3 separate regions of the Hordeum vulgare genome follow, and all the other regions are linked to region 1. Evidence: chromatin contacts called from public Hi-C data. All regions are on one chromosome and are shown on one strand. The core of a region is the stretch at or near the end of the contact, and the rest is flanking DNA. Distances in the headings are between cores, read along the strand shown. Region 1 has its middle 220 kb from the start of LOC123440245. Region 2 holds the start of LOC123440244. Region 3 holds the start of LOC123444395 (probable LIM domain-containing serine/threonine-protein kinase DDB_G0286997).

The links. Hi-C and Micro-C count contacts between places; a contact is called where the count stands out from the background.
Region 2: a Hi-C map of seedling shows a contact between it and region 1, with 2.3 times the contacts expected there. The contact joins the promoter of LOC123440244 here to the enhancer-like site in region 1. A contact is called at or near these places in 2 of 6 Hi-C or Micro-C datasets (leaf and seedling) and 1 of 1 datasets of contacts at active chromatin or transcription factors (embryo).
Region 3: a Hi-C map of leaf shows a contact between it and region 1, with 5 times the contacts expected there. The contact joins the promoter of LOC123444395 here to the enhancer-like site in region 1. A contact is called at or near these places in 1 of 6 Hi-C or Micro-C datasets (leaf) and 1 of 1 datasets of contacts at active chromatin or transcription factors (embryo).

Annotation. Positions count from the first base shown.
Region 1 is chr3H:484,019,493-484,022,590 of MorexV3_pseudomolecules_assembly, forward strand. No RefSeq gene overlaps it. Among protein-coding and RNA genes, the nearest start is that of LOC123440245, 220 kb to the right of the region's middle. Within about 2 kb of position 1,644, at least 2 of the 3 cell types and tissues checked have open chromatin away from gene starts, as enhancers often do. A contact at or near this core is called in leaf and seedling, where this site is marked.
Region 2 is chr3H:483,702,471-483,705,568 of MorexV3_pseudomolecules_assembly, forward strand. LOC123440244 reads left to right here and starts at 1,660. Exons shown (of 3, transcript XM_045116824.1): 1 at 1,660-1,997; 2 at 2,129-2,345; 3 at 2,981-3,098. The coding sequence starts at 1,827.
Region 3 is chr3H:483,724,484-483,727,581 of MorexV3_pseudomolecules_assembly, forward strand. LOC123444395 (probable LIM domain-containing serine/threonine-protein kinase DDB_G0286997) reads right to left here and starts at 1,623. Exons shown (of 4, transcript XM_045121094.1): 1 at 1,486-1,623; 2 at 1-816. The coding sequence starts at 621.

The DNA.
Region 1 (3,098 bases), core at 394-2,893:
GATTTGCTTCAATCATGTATAAATTTGATACACTGGTCCACACATGCAATATTTTTTATTTTTTAGTGCAGATTTGCTATAAACGCGGTTAAATTTGCTACAAGCCTTTTCTATTTTATTGCAACTTGTTCATTAAAAAAGTTGCATCCACGTTTGGTTGCAACTCGAGTTCGTTAATTTTTTTTGGCTACAACCGGCGTTTGATTTTTGCTACAACCGTGTTATTTTTTGCTATAACCGACATCATTTTTTGCTGCAACCGTTTGTTAAAAAGTTGCATACACGTTCGTCAGAGTTACAACGCGAGTTCATCGGATTGTTTTGCTACAACCCTTTTTTTTGTTTTGCTACCACGCATCATCAGCTTTGTTTTTTTTCTACGATCACGTAGATATTTTTTTGCTACAATTTTTTTATTACAACCATTGACAAAATTGCTGAATCGTGAATGATATTTGTTGCATGGAGAAAAAATTGATGCATGAAGATCTGACGGCACAGCTCGTATACAGTTGACGGATCAGACGGCCCGGACGTGGCCGGCCGAACGATCGCGTCGGCGCATAGCATTACCCAAAAGTTTAACAGAGGAAGTACTCACGTGTGATGATAAACGACAGGCATAGGTCGCTTAGCGAATTCGCCTGTGGTGACAACAGGTCAAAAGTCCAAGTCAAGAAAATCCAAAACAGCCGAACTTTGTTAATTGATGTCGGCATATGGCTTTACCAGTTACCACCGTGGTGTTTCTGACAATCTAAATTAATCAACGAATGGTCAGCCGTTGACACGGTCGAGAGATCGCTCTCGGCCCTCGGCCATGCACGTGGGCAAGATATTGAACAGTAGATAGCGTCACCTAAAAGACGTCAGGTCGTCAGCTGTGGTTCAGCAGAAGTTCTCTCGTGCACGAAATCGAAGCCTAATTCTAGTTCTCGAGTCTCGATTATGGGAATTAGTAGATTATCAACTACTCCCTCTATACCAAAATGTAAAACATCTTTTGATACTCTGGGAATTAACAGACTATCAACTACTCCCTCTATACGAAAATGTAGAACGAGTTGGTGTCTTGGTGCCGGTGCATGAACGCATGACACTCCGCGTGCGCCCCCTTCATCCCCCTCCACAGTCTCCTCTCACGCGGATAGCTAGCTAGCTCCTCCCTCCCTCGCGCCGCGGGCCACTCCGGCCGCGGCGGCCACCCACCGGCTTTAATGGCCCGCCGGTCACCGGCTAGATCCACCAGTCCCGCGCCGGGTCTTCGCTTCAACTGCACGCGCGGCCTTTAGCCTGTCGGTCCGTCACGGGAGCCCTCGCCGCGACCATCTCTAGATCCGGCACCCTCGCCGCGAAACCTGCTTAGGGGGATGCTCCGGCTCGGGGGCGTCGAGACCGATGCTGTTGTCCACCAGTTCGTCCGAGACTCCAGGGCTGACACCAGATAGCCCCGCGGTCCCGGCGCAGACCCCGCGCTCCCCGAGGCGCGCGTCAACGTCGGACGCTCCGTCCATCAGGCCAGTGGATCCCGCGTTGCCTCTGCCGCCTCGTCTGAGATCAATCGTCGTCGCCCCATCCCCATCCCCGGAGTCCCGGCTTGCCCTTTCGGGCTAGACAGAGGCTGGACCGAGGGAGTCACCAGAAACAACGCTGCGCTACTGCTGCCCCCCCCCCCCCCCCCCCCCCCCCGGTCTCTCACCTGCACCCGGGAGCGCACCGGCCTGCCCGCGACGGAGGTTTAAATGCAGACAGGCGGCGCGCGCTCTTCTTAACCCATTTCCGTGGCCGCTGTTTTCGCTGCTTGAGCACACGCCGCTGTCTAGCCGACTATAGAGATCCGGTGCACTCCATCATCTGCCGGCGGGCTGGGCACATAGGCAGGCTCTGCCCGCAGAATTCTCGAGTTAGCGATAGGATTGGCTCGGCTAGAAGCAGGTTGGGGCCGGCACCACCAGAGCAGCCGCTACACGCCCATATCCGCTTCCCTCCACCACCTGCCCTCGCCACGGCCTCGATGGCACATGCCATGCTCCAGCACGTCGATCCCGTGCGTCGCCCCACGGAGAGCTGCTCGGTGACCATCCCCTCCTCGGCGGTGGACCAGGCGGTATTTTTTCTTCGAAGCCACGCCGTCACTCTCTCTGCCACCGACGGGGTCAATGCCTCGTCACCCGTGGTGGTGGGGAGAGCCTTAGAGGCGCAGCTCTCCGTCCCGGTGCACTCGCTCCGAGTCACGACGCACCACCCGGAGCACTTCTTCGTCATCTTCACCCAGCCGACGCATCAAGTCAATGCCGTGCGGCGTGGGTCCATGAGGGTCGACGGCGCCGTCTTCAACATTGCTTCCTAGCATGAGCATGACCATGCTTCTTTCGACGCCCTCCTGCTCCACGTCCGCGTCGTCATCGAGAAGGTCCCGATGCAGTTTTGGTCGGTCGACGGGGCGGATGAGATCCTCGGGAAGAGGGTGAGGGTGGACCGCCTCGACAGCAGGACTCTCGAGCGCGGCCACACCAAGACCTTTGCCTGCTGGGTGTGGACGAAAGATTTCGCGAACATCCCCACCAAGCACACGCTCGGGGTGCTGCCGCGAGGCGCGGGGCGCATCGAGGAGATGGAAGGCTTCTCCCCGCCCGACAGGAGGGTCGCACCGCCACCGGCCACCGCTGACTACGAGATGCTTATCCACGTGGACCGAGTGGAGGACTAGACGCCGCCATCACCCCGCTCCTCCCACTCCGGCCAGAGCGGGATCCCGTCATCAGACTCGGACGACGACGGCAAGCCGTTCCCGGCGGTGGCCTCTGCCTCCTGGATGATGGGGGTGGAGGATGGCCAGAGGCCCGAGCGGCAACCGCGCCTGCAGCGTGTCCCTGTCGCGGACTTGGGTTGTCGTGGCATGCCGTGGGGAGGCCAAGGGAGGGACCAGGACGACGACGACGGCTCCAGGGGTGGACGCCAGCGGTCGTGGAAATATGTCCTCCTGCGTCGTGGCCGCGCGACGGCCCTGCCTGCGCAGGCCACTGCACCTCGCCAACGTAGCCGATCACCGCGGGCCCGTCGTAGACAGAGAGACGCCGCGGGTCGCCGTCACAGCG
Region 2 (3,098 bases), core at 410-2,909, 320 kb before region 1:
CCCGTGTGCCCTCGTGGTCATCGGCGCTCTCTTGATGAATGCACTACTGCAATGCTAGTAGCAGTAGCGTGTTCGTTTGTTCGGGGTTTCTGTGTGTGCTCTCCTTATGTTAACAGAGAGGGTGAAAATCCAAGCGTCGTTACCTTGACAGATGCATTGCTTGAAGTTTGTTTGGGCTTGATCTTCGGAATGAGAACTCACGATCTGACATTAGATAGTTGGATCCAACAATGACGGCGTTTGCGCATCGTTTTCTCCCTTTCGAAATAGGCTTTTGCTTCGCTTTTATAAATAACGCATCAAGTTTACAATCAGGAGTACTACAACAAATGCCACGGTCTGCCGGTGCCACAACACAAACACATCCAGAAAACCAGAAAATAAGTCATAAAAAAGCCACCAAGTGATCAAGTCATCCATGGGAGGCCGGATAGGCAAGGCGACATGCCATAGCCTGAAGAGCATCCAACATCCGGTCAAGGCGCGACTGATCCCTCGACCTAGCCAACATGTGTTAGTATTGCAGGAACACAAGAAATTTAAAGAAAGCGCCAGAAGCACGACGTAAGAAGATCTTCTCAATCACCATCCTATTTTGCGTGGTCCAACGAGTCAATGTCAGAGCAGCAAAAATCAGTCAGAAGAGACGTTTATGACTGCCAATCTGCATCGCTTTGACCTGCAAGAAGTCAACCAAATCATATGCCATGCACTGAGGCTCAAGGGCCTCACGAATAAACGTCCAAAGCAATCTAGCCGGAGTGCAGGAGAAGAGGATGTGTGACCCTTTTTCCATGACATTACACAAAGGGCATAACCCATTACCCAGGCCATGCCTCTTGAACACCTCCATCCATTAACCACGAACCTATCACATGTTCATTCTTTCAGATATTGTCAATGCACACAAAATTCTGAATCACTCTTGGACTACCTTCCAACCTCTGCGTTGACGCTGGAGCAGACGCCGTCGAAACGACGGAGCTCGAGGACACAGGTCCACCATAAGGATGTCGTCGTCGCCACGATATCCCCGCTTGAACAGACCGATTCGTAAATCCGTCGGCGATCACACAGACGATCGCCTCGTCGAAGAAGAATTCGGAGCTTCTTTATTCAGCATCGTCATTGTCATTGCCGCCAAAGCCATGACATCGTACGACCCAAAAAAGTAAGCTATTAGGGTCCTAAAACCTAAAGCAAAAAAGATCCGGCGACTTTCCTCACGACCGATGACCAAAACGTCGCCGACGGAGGAGAGCCACCGGTAAATGGCGTCGGAAAGTTGATTCTCTTGACGGCGGCGTTTGCCATTTTCTTTTCTTGAAATGCATGGTGACCGCGGTATCTATACCTTCTCATTGTATCATGAGCAAACCATGAAAACCATTGGCAAGCGTGGTATCCCGAAAATACTTGCCATTGCCAAGCATTACGGACGAAACGGCTCGACGTCGCGCGCAAAGAATCCGGGCTGGTCCCTGACGTGGATCCGTGCTGTTCCCGTGCGCCAACCAACAACCAGGCCCCACTAATCCAGCCTCCAATCGTCTCATCTTCATCAGGGGCCCCACCCCAACAGTACCACCACCCAGCTTCACCGCTGCCCATTCTCCACGTCCGCCCGACACTCCCGGCGACCCATATTTATAGCCGCCCCGGGCTGGAAGGAGTCGGATCACAGCTCCGTCGAGCCAGCAGCTGAGCCCTGAGCAGCACACAGAGAAAGGATCACATCACACCCCCAGCTCGCGGCGATCAAGCAGCCAGAGCCAAGAGATCACAAGTCCAAAACACACACACGGACACACACTCACAAAGTCACAATGGTTGTGGAAGAGGCGATGGATGGCGACATGAGCCTGTCGAACATGGTGCTGAGCTTCCTGGAGGAGGGAGAGACGGAGAGATGGCCGGAGAACGACGACGAGGAGGAGGACGAGGAGGGATCCGCCGAGAGCAAGGCATTCTGGCGCGCCCAGCACTCCCAGCTTCACGTGAGTTCTTCTCCTCCGTTGGGTATCCACTTCTTCTGCCCGAGTGTCCCTGTTCGTCGCCGACCAGCCAAGAGCCCAAGAGTTCGATCGCAAGCGGGTGCTGATGGGAGGGACGCCATGTTTGCTTGCAGGAGGCTTTGGGCAAGACCAGCGCGGCCGAGGGCAGGATCCGGGCGGTCACGGAGGAGGCCGTGGGGAAGAGGGCCGTCTGCTCCTGCGCGAGGCGGGCGGCGGCCGGCGACTGCCGGAGCTGCATGCTGCGGCACGCCGTCGAGCGGCTCCGCGACGCCGGGTACAACGGCGCCATCTGCAGGTCCAAGTGGGCGCGGTCCCTGGATATCCCCTCAGGTAATTGGTTGCTTTCGAGCCACAGTAGTTGGCTCCTCCTGGAGTACAGTACTAATCTTCAGTTCAGACGGCGTAATAATAATTAGTTTAATGAAAGAGCTGTCAGTTCCAGCAGAAAAGCGCATGCACGGTTGGCCTGAACCGTGTGGTGTGGCCTTAGGTCGTCTGACCCGCCGTGCCGATCGGAGGGATCCGTGTTTTGATCCTTCTGACGAAGCATTCTTCGTTTTGTTCTGCCGTTTATATAGGGTTTAATTTAATCACAGAACCATATTCGCTTACTAACCATAGTAGAATTTTTTTCCGTTAAAAACTGGGTAGGAAAGATGAGCTTTAGTAACTTGTCAATTCTATAATGTCACCCGCCTCACATCACATGGACCTGGTCTGGTCATCCATCCTACGCCTAAAGAAACAGACGGTTCCAAGTAAATGTCAGGCAGGCACCGGTCACCGTCTCCATTATTTCCTGACCGCCCGTGACACGAACCCGTCGTGCAGATGTTAGTGTTCGTATTACACCACGTTTAATGGCTGCCGAGACCTGCACCTGCACGACAGAACGACTCATCATGCCAAACCGAACCGCCCGCGAAGTTCGGCGTCGACCGAAGCTGACGTTTTTCTTCCTTCAGGCGAGCACAGCTACGTGGACGTGGTGCTGCAGACGAGGAGCGGCAAGGCGGTGAGGGTGGTGGTGGAGCCGAGCTTCCGGGCCGAGTTCGAGGTGGCGCGCGCCGGCGCCGGGTACCG
Region 3 (3,098 bases), core at 373-2,872, 300 kb before region 1:
CGCCCTCAGCATCTGCGTCGTGCGCGCCTCGGATATGACCCTGAGCGAGGAGCTGCGGCGCGGCGGCTGCGGCGGCGGCGCGTCGATGACCGGCGCTTTCTTGGTCGGGAAAGGAGAAGGGCTGGAGCACACCCTTTGCAGCCTTGTGCTCTGCTCGTCGTGGTGGAAGGAGAACTCGAGAGGCCCAGGGCTGTCGCCCTCGCTCGGGTCCTGAACCTCGGGCTCGCAGCAGACGTCGACGAAGAGGTTGGTGCCGCCCCTCATTCCGTTCGAGGAGTTGTTGGCCAGTGGTGGCCGCGACGGGTGACCATCATCGGTGGGCTTCTCGTGATGCGTCTGCATGCTGCTGAGCTCCGTCTTGGGTTGGGCACTCAGCGACCTTGTCCTCGGAATGGAGGGAGGAGTCGCCGTCGCGTTGGCGGCGGCGGAGGCTCTGGCCCGGGGCTCGAAGTTCATGCCGTGGAGCTTGAAGCCCGAGTCGGAGCCCTTGTTCTGCTTGAGCGCGGCGCCGCGGTTGAACTGCTCGACGAAGGCGCCGAACTGCTCCCTGCCGGAGTTGGAGCGGACGACCGAGTGGGAGAACCTCGTCCGCCGCACCCACGAGTAATCCTCGTCGTCCATGTCGACCAGATTCCCCTATGCGATGGATTCGATGCGACGGGAGAGGCGAGTTAAAGATGATGACTTTGGTCTTATAGGAACCTCGACGAGAAAAACCCGGATCCTAAAACGTCCCACAGCTCGTTGAAGAGACGCCACATTTGCTCCCCCGGTTCTCCTTATGGCATCCCTGGATTGCTCCGAATTCACGCGCCCCTGAATCGATTCAAAAGCAAACACTCGTGAGATCGATACACGCGGCCTTTTGAAAGCCACGATTGGTCAAAGCAACCGCGGTTTCCGAACGCAAGAAGAAGAAGAAGAAAAATGAGAGGAGAAGAAGGAGGGATCAAATTGGAACGAGGAACCGTGCAGGCAGGAAAAACAGAGGCGTGCGAGAACAATCACATCACATGCGGGAAAAGGGGTGGGGGAGGCAGGAAGAAGCAATCGGGAAACCTCGGAATTCGGCGCCGGTTCGTCCGTCCCCTGACGCCACGCAGCGCGACGCAACCGGTATCCAAATCCAAAAGGAGCTGCCCTTGCCCCTCCCAATCGGAAACCAAGAGGAAGAGTCACGGCCGCTTACCCGGCGGGAAGGAAGAACACCCGAATCTATCTATCTGCCCCGCCCGCCTGCGCCGGGGAGTAGGCGGCCGGCCGGCCCAAGAACGTGGATGCAGGGAGGGAAGACGTGCGATGGATGAAAGCTGTGCGTGGTGGTTAATTAAGGCGGGGAGGGGGGGAGGAGGGAATCGGGGCCGGGAAAAGGCGCCACCGAACGAATCCTCCCGGCCGGTGCTGGACGTGGGTGGAGCGTCGGAATTTGCCGGGAGGGGGAAGAGAATGTTGCGACGGGGGCACGGGGACGTTGCGATCGCTCACCGAACGAATCCGGCAGCTGTGCGGGGGCCTCCCCTCCTCCTCCTCCTTTCTCCTCTTTTCCTGCCGGGCGGCGCGTGAAGGAACGAACCTGAGGAAAGAAAGGCGGAAGAATCCTCTCTGCTCTGCCCTTCATGCGCTGTAAAATAAATAGGGCAGGGCGCTACGTGCCGGGCGGCTCTGGGGCGGTGTGGGACTGGCTCCCCGAAATACAATTCTTTTCTTTCTTTCCTTCTTTCTTTTTTCCTTCTTTCTTTGTTTACGGGTCAATCATGAGAGACGACTTTGGGATCTGTCTAATACGTAGTAGTATAATATTTAATCCAAAGCTGTTTGTTTCTGGTGAGATTTGACGCGCGAGGTTATTGTATTCCGGAGATTGAGATTCTTTCCTTCGCGGGACTCCCGCGTCCACGTGGATCCCGTGTAGGGAGGGTTCTACGGAATAGTACTATTCGTCTACGACCCGGCCAGTTCGTGGGGTGTTTCGTCTCGAGTATGTTTTGTTATTATATGCTGTATATAAATGTCGGTGGATTGTTGCGTTTTTACGTGTCGACCATAAACTTTCTTGGCTTACAAACTCTTCCTGCGCCACTACGGCCAAGGATCGGGTGCGAGTGCAACTCGCGGAAAACCACAGGTCTACCGCGAAAAAGAAAGAACCATGCAAGCGTATCTCTATCTAATGCCACGCTAGATTTGATCGTGACCTTGGCTTCGCTGCTGCACTTTATTGCCCGTGCTTATGTTATCTTCCTCTGTTGTCAAGCGCAACAAAGATGCTATAGTGCCGGGCCTAACGCCAACTTCACCGCGCGACCTTAAATTGACGTCCGTTTTGTTCGGATTCTATCCGTTTGGGTGGAAAGATGAGGTCGTGTCCGGCCCTGTCCTAGGATGTGCTTGCCGCGCGCCCAGCGCGAGGCCGCGTCCGTTTGCCCTATCTTGTCCGCCTTCAAAAGAACAACGCTTCAAATACCAGCGGCCTAGTTCATCACGCCGGCAACACAGTCAGCGGCCTACACGTCCTTGCCGGCAACAAAGCCAGCGGCCGGCAACACAGCCAGCCTTCAAAATGAATTGTTTTGTTCGCCGGCAACACAGCCAGCGGGCGGCAACACATCCAGCCTCCAAAATGAATCTGTTTCTCGCCGGCACACAGCGAGCGGCCCAGCGGGCGGCACCCATGCAAGCCTCCAAAAAAGAACGGCCACGTCCGATCGGACGACCTAGTTTAAGCCGTCGGCGTCGAACATCTCCTTCTGCCTGGCCTCGAACCAGCTCTCCGTATTCTCGCTCATCTTCGTCAAGTCCACGCTCATGATCGCAAGGGCCACCTCCTTCGCTTTGGTTGCGGCATTGGTGGCCTCGATGTCGAGCCGCCTCTTCCTGGCCTCGACATTGGCGGCCTCGATGTCGAGCTGCCTTTGCTGGGCCACCTCCTCCAGGTCGTTCTTCCTCTTCTCGGCCGCCTCCTCCATCTCTAGCTTCTTCCTTTGAAGCTCCAGGTATTGCTTCATTTGCTTGTCCTTGCTTTGCCGCTTCTTCTCGTCCCTCATGTCCTTTTGAGACATCATGCCATGCAAAGTCTCATGCAAGGCCATGGATGCGGC